2 separate regions of the Mus musculus genome follow, and region 1 is linked to region 2. Evidence: chromatin contacts called from public promoter capture Hi-C data. All regions are on one chromosome and are shown on one strand. The core of a region is the stretch at or near the end of the contact, and the rest is flanking DNA. Distances in the headings are between cores, read along the strand shown.

The links. Promoter capture Hi-C pulls out the DNA fragments that hold promoters and counts their contacts.
Region 1: a promoter capture Hi-C map of the HPC-7 cell line shows a contact between it and region 2. The contact joins the enhancer-like site here to the promoter of Cchcr1 in region 2. A contact is called at or near these places in 4 of 39 promoter capture datasets (the 3T3-L1 cell line, the HPC-7 cell line, cranial neural crest and 1 more), 1 of 15 datasets of contacts at CTCF or cohesin (the NIH/3T3 cell line), 3 of 115 datasets of contacts at active chromatin or transcription factors (embryonic stem cells, epiblast stem cells and memory CD8 T cells) and 2 of 9 other capture datasets (liver and pancreatic islet).

The regions. Positions count from the first base shown.
Region 1 is chr17:35,737,442-35,741,346 of GRCm38.p6, reverse strand. No RefSeq gene overlaps it. Among named protein-coding and RNA genes, the nearest start is that of 4833427F10Rik, 33 kb to the left of the region's middle. Within about 2 kb of position 1,471, at least 89 of the 459 cell types and tissues checked have an H3K27ac peak or open chromatin away from gene starts, as enhancers often do. A contact at or near this core is called in the HPC-7 cell line and memory CD8 T cells, where this site is marked.
Region 2 is chr17:35,515,185-35,519,500 of GRCm38.p6, reverse strand. Cchcr1 (coiled-coil alpha-helical rod protein 1) reads right to left here and starts at 2,248. Exons shown (of 18, transcript NM_001372297.1): 1 at 1,562-2,248; 2 at 1,218-1,284; 3 at 909-1,122. The coding sequence starts at 1,759. It overlaps Tcf19 (transcription factor 19), which reads left to right and starts at 2,677. Exons shown (of 4, transcript NM_001163764.1): 1 at 2,677-2,742; 2 at 3,071-3,623. The coding sequence starts at 3,386.

The DNA.
Region 1 (3,905 bases), core at 222-2,721, 220 kb before region 2:
GACAGCCCAGAATTTCCTGACTAGGGAATGGTATGGCCTATAGTGGGCAGAGACAGTCCAGGATCTCTGCCTAGGGAATGGTGTGGCCCATATTGGGCAGGTTTTCTCTCCTCATAATCAAGATCATCTCCCACAAACATGCCTACCAGGCACCCTGACCTAAGCAGTCCCTCACTTAAGCTCTCCTCCCAGGTGACTCTAGCTTGTGCCCAGTTGTCAGTTAATGCTAACCACCGCAGGATGGCCCACCACCCTTGGGAAGGTTAAGCAGGAATCTTTGCGGTTAAGGTGGGAAGGGTGCTCTCTGCCCCCTTCTGGGTGAAGCTTTAGCACAGGTGTCAATAGGAGAGAAACCTGTAAATCCAGCACACGAGGTCTTGAGGAGAGGGAAGGCTCGACCTCCTCCTGTTGGGATTTGAGAATCCAATGAATTGAATATTTTTTCCACTCTACCATCCACACACACGCAGAGTGTGTCTACAGGATGTGCATGGGCTTGGTGGCCTTTACCTGTGATCTCAGCACCTAGGAAGTAGAGGCAGACTGGTTATATGATGAGCCTGGGCTACATGAGACCCTAGACCCTTGTTTAAAAAAAAAAAAAAGGAAGAAGACCGAGGTGGGAACCTGCTTCTCAGAAATGCCACTGAATTCACTCACCCCCAGTTACTTCCTCCTGGTTGTGGTGGGTTCTTTTCTTACCCATTTCTCCTTTTGCTTTATAGAAGTGGAATTGGAGTCATGGAAAGCGTGCTGGTTAGGTTTTTTTCTTTTTCTTTTTAATCAACTTGACACAAACAGGGGTCATCTTGGAAGAGGGAACCTCAACTGAAAAAATGATTCCACCAGATTGGCCTGTGGGCAAACCCACATTGCAGTTTCCAGCCCGTAGTGGGTGATGTCACTGTGGTCAGGTGGTCTTCAGTTGTATAAGAAAGCAGGCTAGGGGCTGGAGAGATGGCTCAGCGGTTAAGAGCACTGACTGCTCTTCCAGAGGTCCTGAGCTCAATTCCCAGCAACCACATGGTGGCTCACAACCATCTGTAATGGGATTCGATGCAATCTGTGTCTGAAGACAGCAACAGAGTACTCATACGAATAAAAATAAATAAATCTTGAAGGACAGAAAGAAAGAAAGACAGAAAGAGAGAGAGAGAGAAAGAAAGCAGACTAAGCAAACCACCCCACCGGGAGCAAGTCAGGAAACTGTGTTCCTCCCTGGTCTCAGCTTCGGTTTCTGCCTCCAGGTTCCAGCCCTGACTCCTGTGAAGGACTTCAACTGTTAGATGAAATAAACCCTTCCCTCTTCAAGTTGCTTTTGGTCATGGTGTTTATTACAGAAATAAAAAATCTAGACTAAAATAGCAGACCAGTAGAGACAGGTAGACTCTTTGATCTCCCATGCTGCCTCATCCTATTCTTTCAGAGCCCTGGAGGAAAGGGCATGAAATAGTGCTGGTGTGACTTGTCCTTGATGAGCTCCTAGCGTCCCCTGGTGGCCACATATTTTGTTTTGTTTTGATACTTTGCAGCCCAAGCTTGAACCTTCGTGTTTGTTCCTCACACAGCCGGCCGGGCTCTCCCAAGCGCTGGGACAGGTTCGTGCTTCTGTATTTTGGTTTCAGGATCCACAGAACTCCATTTTGGATCTCTTCTGAAGGTTTTGCCACAGTCGTGCTGAGGCTGCGGACCTGTTTTTGTAACAGTCATCTATTTTCTGTCTGTTGTATAGGACTATCCTTCAAGCCAAGCATCGGCCGTCTTGGGGAGCTCAGCTGTTGCCTGTTGCAGAAGGATCACCCCAGCTGAGCTTGTGTTAGTACCTATAGATGGGTGGGGTCAGGAGACCCTCACCTGAGTATCCAGCGCCCTTAATTGCTCATGACCTGGGGGAGGAACTACAGTCTACACACCAGGAAAACCGGGGTCAGGGGTCCATTTTACGGCAGGCTGTGGAGAAGCCTTCATCCCTGATGGGTAAAGGTTTCCCAGGTGATGCTTATTGCGAAGGAGCACCCACACCTGTGCTCTGTGAAAGAGCACATTGGTTCACCATTGTGAACCTTGCTGGTTTGTCGTTCGGACCTTGAAGGAGGGGTAGACCTTGGAAAAAGTCAGAGCTCTGCTCTTGCCAGCCTCAGGTTGCCTCCAGCCTCTCCACAATTCCTCAGTGACTGCTGGTGGTGACTGGTGACCATTGGTTAATTCTGGTTTGGACACTCATTTAAAGCAGCTGTAGACATTTTTTTCCTGGGGTCACCCTTTTCTGTGTGTGGGGGGGCTCAGTCTCTCATCTGTTTTAGCAATGGATGTGTCGGTTTGTCTGTGTGGGGAATACACACCTTAGTGCCGGCAGTGCTAGGACTCATAAGAGGCCATGGGACCCCCTGGGGCTGGAGTTATAGGCTGTGGTGAGCAGCCGCTGTGAGTGCTAGCAACTGATCTGATTCTCTCAAAGGTCAGCATGCACTCTGAAGTGCTAAGCCATCCTCAGGTCCCTTTCTTTTGAAAAGCAGGGTCTCACGTAGCCCAGGATCTTGCTTAGATTAGCTGTTCTCAAACCTTCCTAATGCTATGACTCTGTATTACAGATCCTCATGTGATAGTGATCCTCCCAACCATAAAATTATTATCATTGCTACTTCATAACCGTAATTCTGCTACTGTTAAAATCTTAGTGTAAATATCTGGGGGTTTTGATCTTCTTAGGCAACCCCTGTGAAAGGGGTCATGGCCCTCAGGTTGAGAACCAATGGCGTAGATGACCTTAAACTCTAGATCTGCCTCTGCATGCTGGGATTACAAGCCCGTGAGTGCTGGGACTGCAGGTGTGGACTGTTGTGTCTGGTTTATAAAGTGCTAGGGTATAGAACTCCATGAGTGGTAGATACCAACTATGCTATAACCCCAGCTCCTTCTTTTATTTTTAGAGATAGGGTTTCTCTGTGTAGAACAGACTATCCTCGAACTCAGAGAACCACCTGCCTCCATCTCCAGAGCTCTGGGATTAAAGGTATGAGACACCGCTACCCAACCCCTTCTTTAATTTTGTCATAACCAATTTTGTTCATGCCAAGACCAAACCTTACTTTTCTCATTCAGGGATCCAGACAGGAGCATGGCTGATGTCTTGAACGCTTCCTGATGTGGGGAGTGCTTGATGCTGACGAGGAAAGGAAGAGATTCTAAAACAACACTTTAGGACATCCCTCTATTGCAAAGGCCAGGGCAGAGTGAATGTGCGGTCCTAATGTTCTGTGGCCCCGCCCTGCCTAGGCCAGTGCAGAGCGAATGTGCTGTTCTAACGTATTATGGCCGCCAGAGGGCAGAACTGAGTCAAGAAGAAGAGAAGAGCAGGAGATGGCCGCTCAGAAACAAAAAGCTAAAGAAACTGAGATCGCTAACGGCCGCCAGAGAAGCACATTCCAGCGCGTATTCTCAGTGCCTTGGCATTTCAGTGTGGCTTTCTGTCCATCCAAGTCCATCCCAGTACAGGGTTGAGTTTGCAACCCTTTCCTTGGTGGGTGTTATGGTGCATGCCAGTGACTCCAGAGGCTGGCAGGCCACGATTGCCTTATTGAGTTTGAGCTAATTTGTGTCCAGCAGACTCTCTCTCAAAATAAAAAGTAAGAGGGGATTGGAGAGCTGACTCGGTGATTAAGAGCATGTACTGCTCTTTCAGAGGACTCGGCTTTGGTTCCTAGCATGCTGGTATCCAGCACCTCACAATCGTCTATAACTCCAGCTCTAGGGGTCTTTGATGTCTCTGGCCTCCACAAGCACCTGCACTCACATGCATACACATACACACAGTCGCATACACATAATTAAAACAATAAAAATAGTTTAAAAGTAAAATTAATGGGGCTGGAGAGCCTGGGGTGGTAGCGTACATTCATCCTTGA
Region 2 (4,316 bases), core at 999-3,498:
CCAGGGTTGGGGCCTTGAACTCAGGGATCTGCCTACCTTTGACTCTCTAGTGCTGGGATTAAAGGCAGACCATACTAAGCTCAAAAATAAAATTCTTAGGGCTGGAGAGTTGGAGCAGAGGTTAAGAGTTCTTTAGGGGCTGGAGAGATGGCTCAGCAGGTAAGAGCTCTGACTGCTCTTCCAAAGGTCCTGAGTTCAATTCCTAGCAACCACACGGTGTCTCACAACCATCTGTAATAGGATCTGATACCCTCTTCCGGTGTGTATAGGAGTACAATGTACTCCTATAAATAAAACTAAATAAACCTTAAAAAAAATTTTTTTTAATAGTCTTAAAACACACATTGACACCAGGCGTGGTGGCGCACACCTTTAATCCCAGTACTCGGGAGGCAGAGGCAGGCAGATTTCTGAGTTCGAGACCAGCCTGGTCTACAGAGCGAGTTCCAGGACAGCCAGGGTTATACAGAGACACCATGTCTTGAAAAAACAAACAAACAAAAAACCAACAAAAAACAAAAAAAAAAAAACAAATAAAACCACATTCACAGAGCATAGCCAGCTCCAGTTGCACATTCCTGTAAAGGCCTGCTTAACTACTCCAAAAGGAGCCAGTATGCCTCTGGAGAACTGGGTCAGCATGTCTAAGCTGCACGTCATTTTGCTTTAAAACAGCTTTTGCAGAACTTATCCCCTCCCTTAAGACATTTACATTCCTTATGTAATGAGAATTTAAGTCCAAACATCTATTCTCACTAACCCCAACGCATGTGGTCTATGCGTCGTAGGGGCCAACAATGGCCTATAGAAAAACCACACAAGTTATAGAACCAGGGGCTGAAATGAAGGCATGCGTGTATGAAGGACCATGTGTCAGTCTGAGGAAGAGGTGATTGGCAGATCCCTACCTGCCTCTCCGCCCTAGCCCCTGCCCATCTCCACAGAAATCCTGTCCCCACGTGGTCACTGTCGACCTCTGAGCATCTAGCCGTCTCTCTAAGACATCTTGGCTGGCCGGAGATTGGACCAAGGGAACGTCTGAAGCCCAGGTCGGGGCCATTCTTGGCAGAGTTGGAAGGGGCCGAGCTTGGAAGTGGGAGGGAGGAACCAGCCCAGCAAAACCTGAGGGGGTCACAAGAATAAAGACTGTCAGATTCTGAGAGAGGGGGAGAGGGAAGAGGGAGATGATCCTGGTCTCCTTGACTAGCCTCACTGACCTGACGGTGGCAACATCTTCCTGTTATATGAATCCTGTAGCTCTTGTCTCCAGTCACCTATGTTCCCCTGGACAATAGGAGAAACAAGGATACTTCAATTCAATTTTTCAGGCCACCTTCCAAAGAAAAAGCCCTATAAAAACAAAGTCATAATCCTTAAGTTACTGACAGGTCTATCGGGCTGTACGCTTCTCTTTTCCTACTTCCCTAAGGCACACGGTAACCAAACCACTTGCTTGTCCCAACTACGCTCCTGATAGAATGAACCAGGCAACAACCCTAAGGTAAATTTACTGAGACGAGGCTTCCTTCTACTTACAGGAATGTGGGTGGTGTGCCTTTACCTTCCTCCTTAAGTGTCTACGGTCCCTGCAGCTCAGGACTCTCTGGACACAGTATAAGGAGCCCACTCTCCACAGTCCTTGCCATGGAATGGTAGGGCCGTTGGGAAGCCCATCTAGGCACCATCGAGCCAGGATTTCTGAGTCATTTCCTATTAAAGAGTTAGCCCAAGGCCTGGTCCGGGAAGAATGAGGCCACATGTGGGGTTAAGCGTCTTCCCTAGGATCCCTGAGGAATCGGAGCAGCCGGGAGCCCGTTGCTGGGAAGCCAGCTTCCTGGCAACTCATCTGGGCCTCTCTGTAACGGGCCTCAGTTGCTCTCTATCCCCTCGGCTTCCATTCCCGATGCATCTCTCTTCGGAGTCCTACAGCATCTTCTTTCCCCCACTTCCATCAGAATTCAAGTTTTTGGGTTTTTTTTTTTTTCACTCAACCCCCGCGATTCCTACCCGTTTCTCTTCCTAGACCTAGTATGAGTCTTTTTCGATGGAATTATCTTGGTCGCTCCCTGTCCTGTCTCCCCCACTTCTCTCCCGCACACACCCCGGGCTAATCCCCGTCAGGACCCTGAACTCTGAGGCTGTCTTGACCTCCTCATCTATCCTTTGACCCAGCTCCTGCACCCCTCTTGCCCTGTGGATCCCCTCCGCCCCCCTTGCGCCCCCTCTCAGACTCTTCCCGCCCCCAACTGACTCTCCCCGAACGCCCCTTACCCAGCGCGAGATCCGCCCTCTTGCCACGCCCCTTACACCTAGCACCCAGTCTAGACGCCACACCCAGATCACGCATGCGCGGGGCGGCGGGCTGCTCTACAGCTCCATTTCTCCCTACCGGAAATAGGAAGAAGAAAGGTGCAAGCAGGCACCCTGACGCCCCAAACTTTCTCCGCGCCCTGACGGCCCCTCCTCTCCCCGGGAACCCGGGAAAACGTGCCGGCCAATCAGAAGTGGCGGAGAGCGGGAGATGAGCAACTCCCCCCTGCGCATCGGCCAATAGAGCAAATGGGTGCAACTCAGATGGCCAATCAGAAGCAGCCGGCGGGGGGGCGGGCTCGCGGGCGCGAAGTCGGACCCGGGAATTCCGAAGGAGGAGTCTGCGCAGCGCGCGCGCGCGCCTTCACCCAAGCCCCGCCTTCGGGGCGGCTTCCTTGGCTGTCAAACCTCGGCGGGAGCGCGGGACGCAGGGTACGGAATCCCTTCCTCAGTTTACCCCGCGAGCGAAAAAAAGAAAGGGTGAGATCCACTTTGTTACAGAATTAGGGACCCGTCTGCGCCGCCCTTTGCGGGTGACAGTGGATTCACTTCCCTTAGGGGAACTGATCCGAAGAGCGGGGGTGGGGGGGAAAGATGGAAGGGGTGCGCTACTTGGATTAGAAAGTTTAACCATAAATTCCCTGACTCCAGGTTACACTTAGGGAGAAGACCCGTGTCACACGCACGTTTGTGTACCAGGGCCCCTTCACCCCCTCTGCCTGTTCCCAGTTGCGGTTTAAACTAGCTTTGCCTTGCACAGATTGTCGGAGGCTCCCGGATGTTGAGCCGCCTGAGGATCCGGCTTCACTGAGGTGCCACAAGACGTCTTCCTGGTTTTGCATCGCATCAGGACTTTACTGGAATTGCTTTTTAAACCTCATCTTGACAGCCTCTGTCTTGGTGCATATCCAGGCCTCTGGCGCTCTGAATCTGCACTGCTTAAGTTGGCATTAGGCACAATACTTAGCTGTTGACATCAGAGAGAACTGAATTGAAGCCCACGGTGCATGACCCAGGAGTAGGAGAGGGAATGGACTTCTGAGGTGGGCAAAGTGGTGCAGAGGGGGCACCCCCCATGCTGCCCTGTTTCCAGCTGCTGCGTATAGGGGGCGGCAGGGGCGGTGACCTCTACACCTTCCACCCCCCGTCCAAGTCTGGCTGCACCTATCGATTGGGCTGCAGGGCCGACCTGTGTGATGTGGCCCTGCGGCCCCAGCAGGAGCCCGGCCTCATCTCTGGAGTCCATGCGGAATTGCATGCTGAACTCCAAGGGGACGACTGGAGGGTCAGCCTGGAGGATCACAGCAGCCAAGGTAAGCAATGAGCAGAAGAGCCCCAGACAGGCATGAGTAAGAGGAGCCTCTGGGACCCTGCTACCTGCCTCCCAGAGTCCTAGTCTGGTGAGCAGTCTTGGTTCCGTCTTGTCTGCTCACACTTCTGTCAGCTCCACACAGGACTAAACCTGCTTGTCTGCTTTAGCCTACACCGGACCTAAGAGGGGTGTGCAAGCTGTCATCAAATTCTACATTCTAGTATTAAGCTCAGATTTGACTGTTCCCACGTTTGCTGAAGCACCTTGTTCCTGCTAGGCATTTATGAGTGTTCTAGTGACCTAGGCATTCGGTCCCAACCCAAGACAGTCCACAAAGGCTGGGGTTTACCTCAGTATTCCATCTTCAGGTCTTAGCTTCCTAGACCAAATGCAATGTTTGGAGAAGCCTAACCTGAGGTTGTCGTGGGCATTATTAGTCCCCAACAGGCAACAGTGAGTTTATGGTCTGGGCCCTATTCTGTTAGATGTAGATGGATGCTGCCTGCAAGGGAAATGAGACACAAAGAGGCTAAGAGACAGCAAGAGGCAATCTCAGCACTCAGAGCTGAGGCAAAAGGATCCTGAGTTCTGGGGCTGTCTTAGGTAGAAAAAGAAATAAGCCTTTTATCAGAAGTGGTGTTTAAGCAAGAGCTAAGCACAGAAGCCTCCCACTGTCGTCGTTGAGAAAAATAGG